Regions from separate parts of the Hordeum vulgare genome. Here region 2 is linked to region 1. Evidence: chromatin contacts called from public Hi-C data. All regions are on one chromosome and are shown on one strand. Each heading gives the region's core, a stretch centred on a gene start, on an enhancer-like site or on the middle of the called end of the contact. The rest is flanking DNA. Distances are from core to core; before and after follow the strand shown. Region 1 holds the start of LOC123435949 (abscisic acid receptor PYL10-like). Region 2 holds the start of LOC123435965 (mitochondrial carnitine/acylcarnitine carrier-like protein).

The links. A called contact is a pair of places that touch in the nucleus more often than the background predicts.
Region 2: a Hi-C map of seedling shows a contact between it and region 1, with 4 times the contacts expected there. The contact joins the promoter of LOC123435965 here to the promoter of LOC123435949 in region 1. A contact is called at or near these places in 3 of 6 Hi-C or Micro-C datasets (leaf and seedling) and 1 of 1 datasets of contacts at active chromatin or transcription factors (embryo).

What each region holds. Positions count from the first base shown.
Region 1 is chr1H:352,062,523-352,067,246 of MorexV3_pseudomolecules_assembly, forward strand. It overlaps LOC123435949 (abscisic acid receptor PYL10-like), which reads left to right and starts at 2,614. Exons shown (of 1, transcript XM_045115601.1): 1 at 2,614-3,737. The coding sequence starts at 2,742. The coding sequence ends at 3,380.
Region 2 is chr1H:352,519,863-352,524,586 of MorexV3_pseudomolecules_assembly, forward strand. LOC123435965 (mitochondrial carnitine/acylcarnitine carrier-like protein) reads right to left here and starts at 2,599. Exons shown (of 2, transcript XM_045115602.1): 1 at 2,344-2,599; 2 at 570-1,680. The coding sequence starts at 1,680. The coding sequence ends at 730. It overlaps LOC123435981 (mitochondrial carnitine/acylcarnitine carrier-like protein), which reads right to left. Exons shown (of 3, transcript XM_045115604.1): 2 at 4,360-4,724; 3 at 2,690-3,405. The coding sequence ends at 2,907.

The DNA.
Region 1 (4,724 bases), core at 1,364-3,863:
AGAAAACAATAGCAATAAAACGACACGATCAATATGCCACGTTCATAGTTTGGGTCTAGTCCATCACATGATTCTCCTAATGATGTGATCCAGTTATCAAGTGACAACACTTGCACATAGCCAGAAAACCTTGACTATCCTTGATCAACTGGCTAGCCAACTAGAGGCTTGCTAGGGACATTGTTTTGTCTATGTATCCACACATGTATCTATGTTTTCATTCAATACAATTATAGCATGGATAATAAACAATTATCTTTAAACAGAAAATATAATAATAACTATTTATCATTGCCTCTAGGGCATATTTCCAACAGTTTCCATGTAGCTCGTTTGCAGTACTATTGATTAAGTGTGATTGTTTTCTTTTTCAAATTGTTACTCCATTTGGGTGACAACACGTGGATTCTGCTGGATTCTTCCCAAAGTCTCGCTTAGATAGCAAGGTTGAGAGCATGTTTTCTCATACTTAGGATCTATTTTGTGTATCACACACGATTCTCCGCATGTGACACGTGTCAAGATCTCGCATATCTCAACGTGCAATTTGACTAGGTCAACAAATTATCACGACATATTCTCATGGGCCATTTCACATAATTGTTGTGACGTTATGGTTTCTATCCCCGCCTATAAATAGTGCGATGGGGGAGCCTAGTGCTCATTTCTACATCGCATGCCTCTGCTTTATCTTCTTCCTCCAGCGATGCTTAGATCCAAGCCAAGATTTGTGTGCGCCGCCATCGCTCTCGGGGTCTATTAGACCCACTTGTTCTCCTTCTTGTAGTGTCGCCCAACTTCAAGCTCTTTCACTTGCGTCACTGCCGCTAGGGTTCGTCTGCCACTCTTTCTTTTCCCTCTTTCCAATGCAGCTCAGCTCCAAGCTTATTCGCTCGTGCCGCTGCCGCTAGGGTTCACCCCCCGCAATTGTTCTTCCATCGCATGTGTTACAGGACGATGGCCTCAAAACCCAAAGGTAGAGGGAAGAAGGTGGATTCATCATCTGTTCCAGATCCGACTGTCACCAAGCCCCTAGTCAATGCGAATTGCGCTAAGTCTCATATCTTTGAGCTCCAGCTCCGAAGCTCGAAGCTGACAGGTTGCTCCCACCCAAGGAGGAGATAAATTGGCGCACACTCGGAGAGGAGAACCAGCCAAGACCTAAGCAAGGTGAAGTAATCATCTTCGATAAACACATATCTAGGGGATTTAGACTGCTCGACTCTAGGTTTTTTCGCAATGTCCTTGCATACTACAACCTGCGACGTCAAGATCTCGCGCCAACACCATTCTCAACATTAGTAACTTCCAAGTGTTCTATGAGGATTATCTCCACATGGAGCCGGCTTTAGTTTGTTCTTTGAATTCGCCTATTGCAATGGACAAACTAAAACCAGCGGTGGTCCTTTTCTTGGAGTGTGGTGGCATAACCATCCAAAAGCGTTCGAATTGCATCTATCCCCATATAAACCTGGCAAATCACCCAAAGGGTGGCAAAAAAACTTTCTTCTACTGCAAAGATACCTCGCCTGCCAATGAAAATCCTTGGTCACATTATCGTGCCAACCAACTCATGTGGGATGAAAACATTAACTCGTTTGCACGCACCGAGAACGAATGAAGTTAGATCCCATCTTCATGAAGAAGGCCTTGCTGGCTCATGGCCTCAAGGCTGTAGATCTGACCCCGTGTTGGGTTGGATGGCGCATACAACCAATCAACAGTGCATTCTCGTCTATTTTGTTAGTACGCATACCAAGGAAAATTGTATTTTATTTAGAATCTTCACACTCGAGTAGATGTTTTCATGTAGCTCTTTTGGAGTACTATTGATTAAGTGTCATTGTTTTCTTTTTAAATTTTTACTCCATTTGGGTGACAACCTTAGACTGTAGTACATGTTTCCATGCATTATTTCTAAAGTTTGGATTGTAGTAGTAATGCAATTGTTTATGCCTCCTGTAGGTGTAATAGATTGATAATTTGATATAGGGAATATGTGTCTATCATCAACATTGTTGGTTGATGATGTGTATAACATTAATAAATCATGGATAATAGTTTCTTAATATCATTTTTCTCATAGATATTGACAATATTTGGATTGTTAGTCTTTCTAACACAATACAACAAAAGTTAAGTTTTGTTCTTTCTTGCTGAAAATCATTTTGCTCAAATGCATAAATGCGGTAGCAACTTCCAACATTGCTTCGGCCAACCTTCTTCTCTCAACAATCTACGATGAAGTTTAATAACGATTAAAAACATTATTTATAGCAAATAGTATCACGGAAACACGTGGGACATCATCTAGTAAATACTTCCTCCGTCTTAAAATAAGTGACTTAAAAGTGAGTCAACTTTGCACTAACTTTAGTACAAAGTTAAGTCATTTTAAGTCACTTATTTTGCTTAAAAATGAGGAAGTATAAGAGAAAAACCCTAAAATCCCAAGACAATATGAATATACCACAAACACAAAAAAACATTTTTTTTATTCCCTAGGTGAAGGGGTCGTAGACCAAGAGGGAGGGAGAGAGAGTAGAGAGAGAAAGCCCTGGTCCCAATTCCCCATCTCGGTTCAGCGTCTACTGCTAGATAGAGGAGTATTAAATGTACTAGCAGGCAGCTCACTCCCGCAAGGCTCCCCTCCATCTCACCCTGCTCCAAGCCTCTCTCTCGCACGCATCCCATCCCATCCCACCCAACCCCACCCGACCGCCCCGAGTCGAGTCCAATCGATGGAGCAGCAGCCTGTGGCGGCGGCGCCGGCGGCCGAGCCGGAGGTACCGGCGGGGCTTGGGCTGACGGCCGCGGAGTACGCGCAGCTGCTGCCCACGGTGGAGGCGTACCACCGGTACGCCGTGGGGCCAGGCCAATGCTCCTCCCTCGTCGCGCAGCGTATCGAGGCGCCGCCAGCCGCGGTCTGGGCCATCGTCCGCCGCTTCGACTGCCCCCAGGTGTACAAGCACTTCATCCGCAGCTGCGCGCTCCGCCCGGACCCCGAGGCCGGCGACGACCTCCGCCCGGGTCGCCTCCGCGAGGTCAGCGTCATCTCCGGCCTCCCCGCCAGCACCAGCACCGAGCGCCTCGACCTCCTGGACGACGCGCGCAGGGCCTTCGGCTTCACCATCACCGGCGGCGAGCATCGCCTTCGCAACTACCGCTCCGTCACCACCGTCTCCGAGCTCTCCCCTGCCGCGCCCGCCGAGATCTGCACCGTCGTCCTCGAGTCCTACGTCGTCGACGTCCCCGACGGCAACAGCGAGGAGGACACCCGCCTCTTCGCGGACACCGTCGTCAGGCTCAACCTCCAGAAGCTCAAGTCCGTCGCCGAGGCCAACGCCGCCGCCGCCGCCGCCGCGCCGCCGGCAGAATAACGACGGACGGATGCTGCCTGTGATACTCTTTGCTTTTTCTCGGGAGGGGGTTGCTTCGAATTGACGCATGCAGGGGCTTCGAATAGGTGTGATTCCTGAGGTGCTGCCTGTAATAAAACTCTTTCTATGGACTCCTCCATCCCCTTTCTTTTCCTTTCCTTGGAATTCTTTCACCTTTCTGCCGTGGTTGCAATTGGAATTCAACTTTGCATGTCCCTGATTCATAGCTCTGCTCGCTGCTACTGTACTAGATGATCAAGCCAGCTTATTACTCACTCAATCAATGTTCATTAGCTTGATTCATACTCTAGCTAGGGCCTTGTTGATCAATGATGATGATGATGAATTGAGGATGAATTACCACTTGTTGATCAATGATGATGATGGTGAAGAATTAGTACCTGCCGATCGATGATGTATAATGTTAAATGGCTGCATGATTTAGTGGAAAGTGGAAACTAGGAGCACTCTACTGTAAACTGTAGAAGCAGAGACGATATTACTGTGATCGATTGTCATGAGATGCTTGTTTAGTTGGTGTAGTTTTGTCTCTTTCTTGTCATGTTTTTCTGTTGCGTGTGCTCCGGGATGCATGCATGATTGTTTTTGTTTGGAACCGGCATGAAAACACAGTGGCTATCGACACTTGTTGCCTCTCTAGTTCCCTGGAGTAGAAAACAACACTACTAACATTTTTCCCAAGCCAGTTTGTGTCCATCACTGCAAAATTTGGTGAATTTATGTCCAACTTGTGCGTATCTGAATATGTTAGTACTACCAGCGACTGTAGCAGTCATATCATGTGAACGATCCATTTGTGTTAGCCGAGCCTTCCAGAAGCCATCGTTATCATGTGATGTGATGAATGCTATTGACATTTGTGTTTTACTCACATTTTTTACGATCAATCCATTGCTATTGCTATGTTGGTGCTTAAAGATTCAGACATGGAAGGAGAAAGCCAGTACAGTACCGCACAGCACAGTAGCAGCAAGAATGTAAGATGCTCTCATGAGGCCCGGTGATGAGCATCTTCCTTTTTTCTTTTTTCCTTTTCAATTCAATCTGTCCACCACCTCCTTTCCGGAGACAAATCAGTTTGGAACTTACCACAAGTGAAAAAACGAAAGATGCAGGCCGCCAAAGGGCTCACTAATGCAAATTAGGTGCTCCACTTGCCATTAGTGGGGTTCCCCCTCCACCAATCCCCTCGCCCCATTGTCAATTTGGCATCATCATGAGAGAGAAAAGGAACAATGACTAGATCTCCTACGCATCACCCTAATTCAGATTCTCTCTATTTCATCACGTTGACAAGGTTCTGGACAGACGCAACGCAGCACC
Region 2 (4,724 bases), core at 1,349-3,848, 460 kb after region 1:
CTACGTCCGTCAAAAAGATATTGGTGTCCTCTTTTGAAGGTTGGATAATTTTACAGTAATGTTACCTGCGAAATGGTCGTCGGAAACACCCTTGTGAACGTTTCACATGTCACACAATAAAGATCTCACAGTGACAATTATTAGATAAAAAATACACTACTTCTTTCGCCACAGTTTAGAAGACGCAGTTTCGTTTACATGCATTTCCAGAATAGAAGAGGATTAAGACGCGTGACATTTACTATTTAATTAATTAAGAGTACTAGTAGGCTGCATGTGTACTCCTCGTTTAGTGTTTGTGTGAGTTACTATGCATTATCTTTTTAAATAATTAAGCATCGTACGGTTATTGTGTGAACAATTATTAAAAAAATAAAACGAATCAAGATTCACCTTGATAGTAGAAATTGCTCATGCCCGTTTCTTAAACCGTGACGGAGGGAGTAAAAAAAATAAAAGGCCATGTCTTTTTTTTTTGCAAAAATGTCATCCCAAAAACACACTGCCACCCCGCAGTTCGCAAATGTCACCCCTTGTCCTTCTCGCAAAAAGAAAGAAACAAAAGAAAAGGAATGCAAATTTCGTTCGATTCACACACATGTCTTGGTTTTCTGTTACAGAGGCAGGACTGTCCAAACAACGATAACTGAATCATCAGGGTGGAGGAACAATAACGAAGTCAAGAATGGCGATGGATGTGCAGAAACCAGCAGCCTGCTTGCTGGTCGCCTAGAGCAGGGACCTGGTCACCTCGTAGGCGAGGAAGCAGGCGCCGTTGGCCGGGACGCTGCGCGCCATGGCCGGCCCGAACCCCCTGTACAGACCCCTGGCCCCGTCGGCGGCGAGGATCTTCTTGAACGCGTCCATGGAGCCCGAGTACTTTGGGTTCTTGAAGTCGTCCACCTGGAGCACGCTCTTGACCACGTCGGTCGGGTACACGGACCCCCAGAACGCCGCGCCGGCGACCCCGCCCGCGAGGATCAGGGAGCCCCTGCCCAGCCCTGACGTGTCCTGCCCGCCGGCCATGTACTGCTTGGTGGCCTCGTAGACGCCGAACATGAGCGCGTTGCCGGGGATCTCGCGCGCCATTGTGGGGACCAGGCCCTTGAAGAGGCCCCGCACGCCGCCCTCGGACCGCAGCACGTGCCTCGCCACGTCCAGCGGCCCGCCGTACTTCACCGCGGCAGCACTGGCCGTGGCGGTGACGGTGGCAGCCGCGCCGCCTGCGGCTGGAGCGGCGGCGGCGGCGGCGGGAGCGGCGGTGGCGAGCGCGCTCTGCGCCTGCAGCCTGCACTTGATGAGCTCGGTGGGGCAGGCGAGGAAGGAGACGGCGACGCCGGCCCCGGCGCCGGCGACGACCTGCTGGCCGACGGTGAGCGCGGCGCCGGGCTCGGAGCGCAGCAGGGCCTCCATCTGTCCCCTGACGGTGAAGAGCACGGCGTTGAAGGCGGCGACGGTGGCGAGCGGGGCGCCCATGCCCTTGTATAGGCCCCGGGGCCCCTCGGCCGAGATGGTCTGCTTGACGGCGTCCATGGCGCCGGCGAACTTGGGCGGCTGGCCGGGCGGCGGCGTGGGCTGGCTCTGCAGCTTCACCTTGATGGTGTCGAACGGGTGGCCCACGACCAGCTGCGCCGCCCCGCCCACCGTGCCGGCGGCAAGGTCCTTGGCCACGTCCCCCATCTGCTCTCACAACAATTTGGATTAGGGAGGATGGATCCCGCTCAGTTTTCCCCAATGCTTTGCTTTGCTGATTTGTTTAAGTGGAGATAAGACACAACATGAACAGCTCAACAGCCTGTCAATGTTGGCATCCTATACGATACCGCTTGACCGGAAAAGATCCCGTCAAACCACAGAGGCCAGCAGCATCTTGACTGGAAGACACGAATCTCTATGCGAAAACCGCTGGCAAGAGTGAAACCACAGAGGAACGACCCTAAACTACTCCGTGAAAAGAAAAATTGTCTTCACTCTGCCTTTGGCTTTGGCCATTTTAAATGAAATTCAGGTAGGCAATGCGAAAAAAAAAACCTTATGAGATATAAACCCCAGAGGCACGACAAGTTTCAACGGCATCATCGCAATCCTGACACATACGCAGTCAGTACAGCAATGCAATAGGACGGCCTGTCTCAAGTCTCAACTAGAGCGCCAAAAAGGTTTGGATTTTGTTTGTGCCTCAAGAATCACAAGGCACATTCAGCAAGAGCTAAAAGACATCATCCAATCCGGTGAATCTGAAGAACTGCAATCCCACCCACCCAATCAGGTTCGAAGCTCTTCATGGTCTGCACATGAACAGGAAGAGCGGGCATTCCGGGGACGAAATGGAAGAGAAATTACCTTGACTCCGAGGCGAAATGGAGCTGAACTCAATCCGCCCTTCCTCCACCGAGAAGAAAGATGAGAAGAGAACACAACACCACCACCACCCAGCGGCAAAAAAATACAGGCCAGGAAGAAGGGAGAGGTGGTTCAGATGCCAAGCAAGCCCAGAACCACCCACCCACCCCTCTCACCAGACGATGCAACCCAACAAAACCACAAAGGCGCACCCCCATCGCCGTCAGAGTCAGACAATCGCTCCCTCACCATTGGATCGCCGTCGGATGGCCAATCCACTCCCAGCCAACCATTTCGACAAGCCAAATCACCAGCCACTACTACACTCACACATGACACACGCACAGCACAGGTAAAGCTCAACCTTTATTATCACCAACGATCCTGCCATTGCTGCCAGTCTATGCGAGGTTCTGAGAAACAATGTCGCAGCAAAGAAGAATGGTTAATTTTTCCTTTCTTTTGTCTGCCATGGATCCCAATTCTGTCTCAGTTGCTCCGCTTAATGCCGCTTCAGCCGCGTCGGAGAAGAAACGGAGGGCGGCGCCAGGACCTTGGGTCAGTCAGCCCATGGCCGACCGCGTGATCTCGTAGGCCACGAAGGTGGCGGCATTTGCCGGGACGCTGCGGGCCATGGCGGGGCCGAACCCCTTGTACAGGCCCTTGACCCCGTCGGCCGCGACGATCTTCTTGACCGCGTCGATCGACCCGGAGTACCTCGGCTTCTTGTAGTCGTCCACCTGGATCACGCTCTTGACGACGTCGGTCGGGTACACCGTGAGCCACAGCGCCCCTCCGGCGAGCCCCCCGGCGAGGATGAGAGAGCCCTGGCCGAGGCCTGACGTGTCCCGGCCGCCGGCCATGTACTGCTTGACGGCCTCGTACACACCGAACATTATGGCGTTGCCGGGGATCTCACGGCCCATTGTCGGGACGATGCCCTTGAACAGTCCTTTGAAGCCGGCGTCCCTTATGACATGCCTTGCCACATCCATTGGCCCTTTGGGAAGCGCCACGCCGGAGACAGCACCTGCTTCAGCTAAAGAGCTCTGGGCCTGCAACCTGCATACCAGCAAATAACTCAGCAGCTGTAATATGGTGCTATGTCTTACACCACTGTTCTTCAATAACACGTATGAAAATACAAATAACAAGTTAACAACTACTCCCTCCGTTCCTAAATATAAGTCTTTTTAGAGATTCCACTAGTAGACTACATACGGATGTATATAGACATACTTTAGAATATAGATTCACTCATTTTGCTTTGTATGTAGACCACTAGTGAAATCTCTTAAAAGACTTATATTTAGGAACGGAGGGAGTATATATACAAAGGCGCAGGCAGTCTTATTACATTTTGATTAAAAATAAGTTAATATCTAGCAGACTCCTAAGTTTTTTTAGCTATGCAGTCTTATTGCATTTGCCTTAAGAGCACTAGGAAATGAATCCTTCAGAGGATTTTTCAGTGACCCTAGAATCGACAGAAGCTACGCACTGCAACAATGAATCACATGGTGAGGGAAAGTCAGATAAACTGCGATACAGAGGAATACACACTTTAGATCCAAACGTTAATTGCCAGGGATTTTCTTTCATTGACTTCCTACTGACTAGAGACACGGTTCAGTTAGTTTTTCAACTATGCACCCTATTGCCATTGGTTATACATACAGGTGCCACTGCCTATATATGAAATTTAACTGATCTGAGTCGGGTGCTTTCTTAATATGTCCCTGTATTATAGAGCATTAATCCATAGTTGCAATGGATGATATGATGCAAGATAAACACACTGAACTGTGATACAATGGGATAATGGCAAGGAAGTACATAGCATGAATGACATCTAGTGTGTGTAGAAAAGGGCAACTTCAGAAAAGGATGAATATCATGACTTTACTGCATACATTCTAATCTCACATACAAAATCTCGGTGTTCGAATGAAGTGGAGATTAGATCAGATCATGAAGTAAACTGGATGGAAATTGACATAGTGCCACTTTGGTTACCTGCACTTAATCAGCTCTGTTGGGCATGCCAGGAAGGAGACCGCAAGCCCGGCACCAGCACCAGCGACAACCTGCTGCTTAACTGTCAATGGCACCCCAGGCTCCGATCTCAAGAGAGCCTCCATTTGGCCCCTCACAGTGAACAGGAGAGCGTTGAAGGCTGCGACGGTAGCGAGAGGAGCCCCCATTCCCTTATACAATCCCCTCGGCCCTTCAGCCGCAACTGTTTGCTTGACAGCATCAAAGGCGCCCGCATACTTAGGTAGCTGGCCTGGAGCAGGGCTGGGCTGGCTCTGGAGCTTGACCTTGATGGTGTCAAATGGGTGGCCAACAACCAGATTAGCGATCCCTCCGACGGTTCCGGC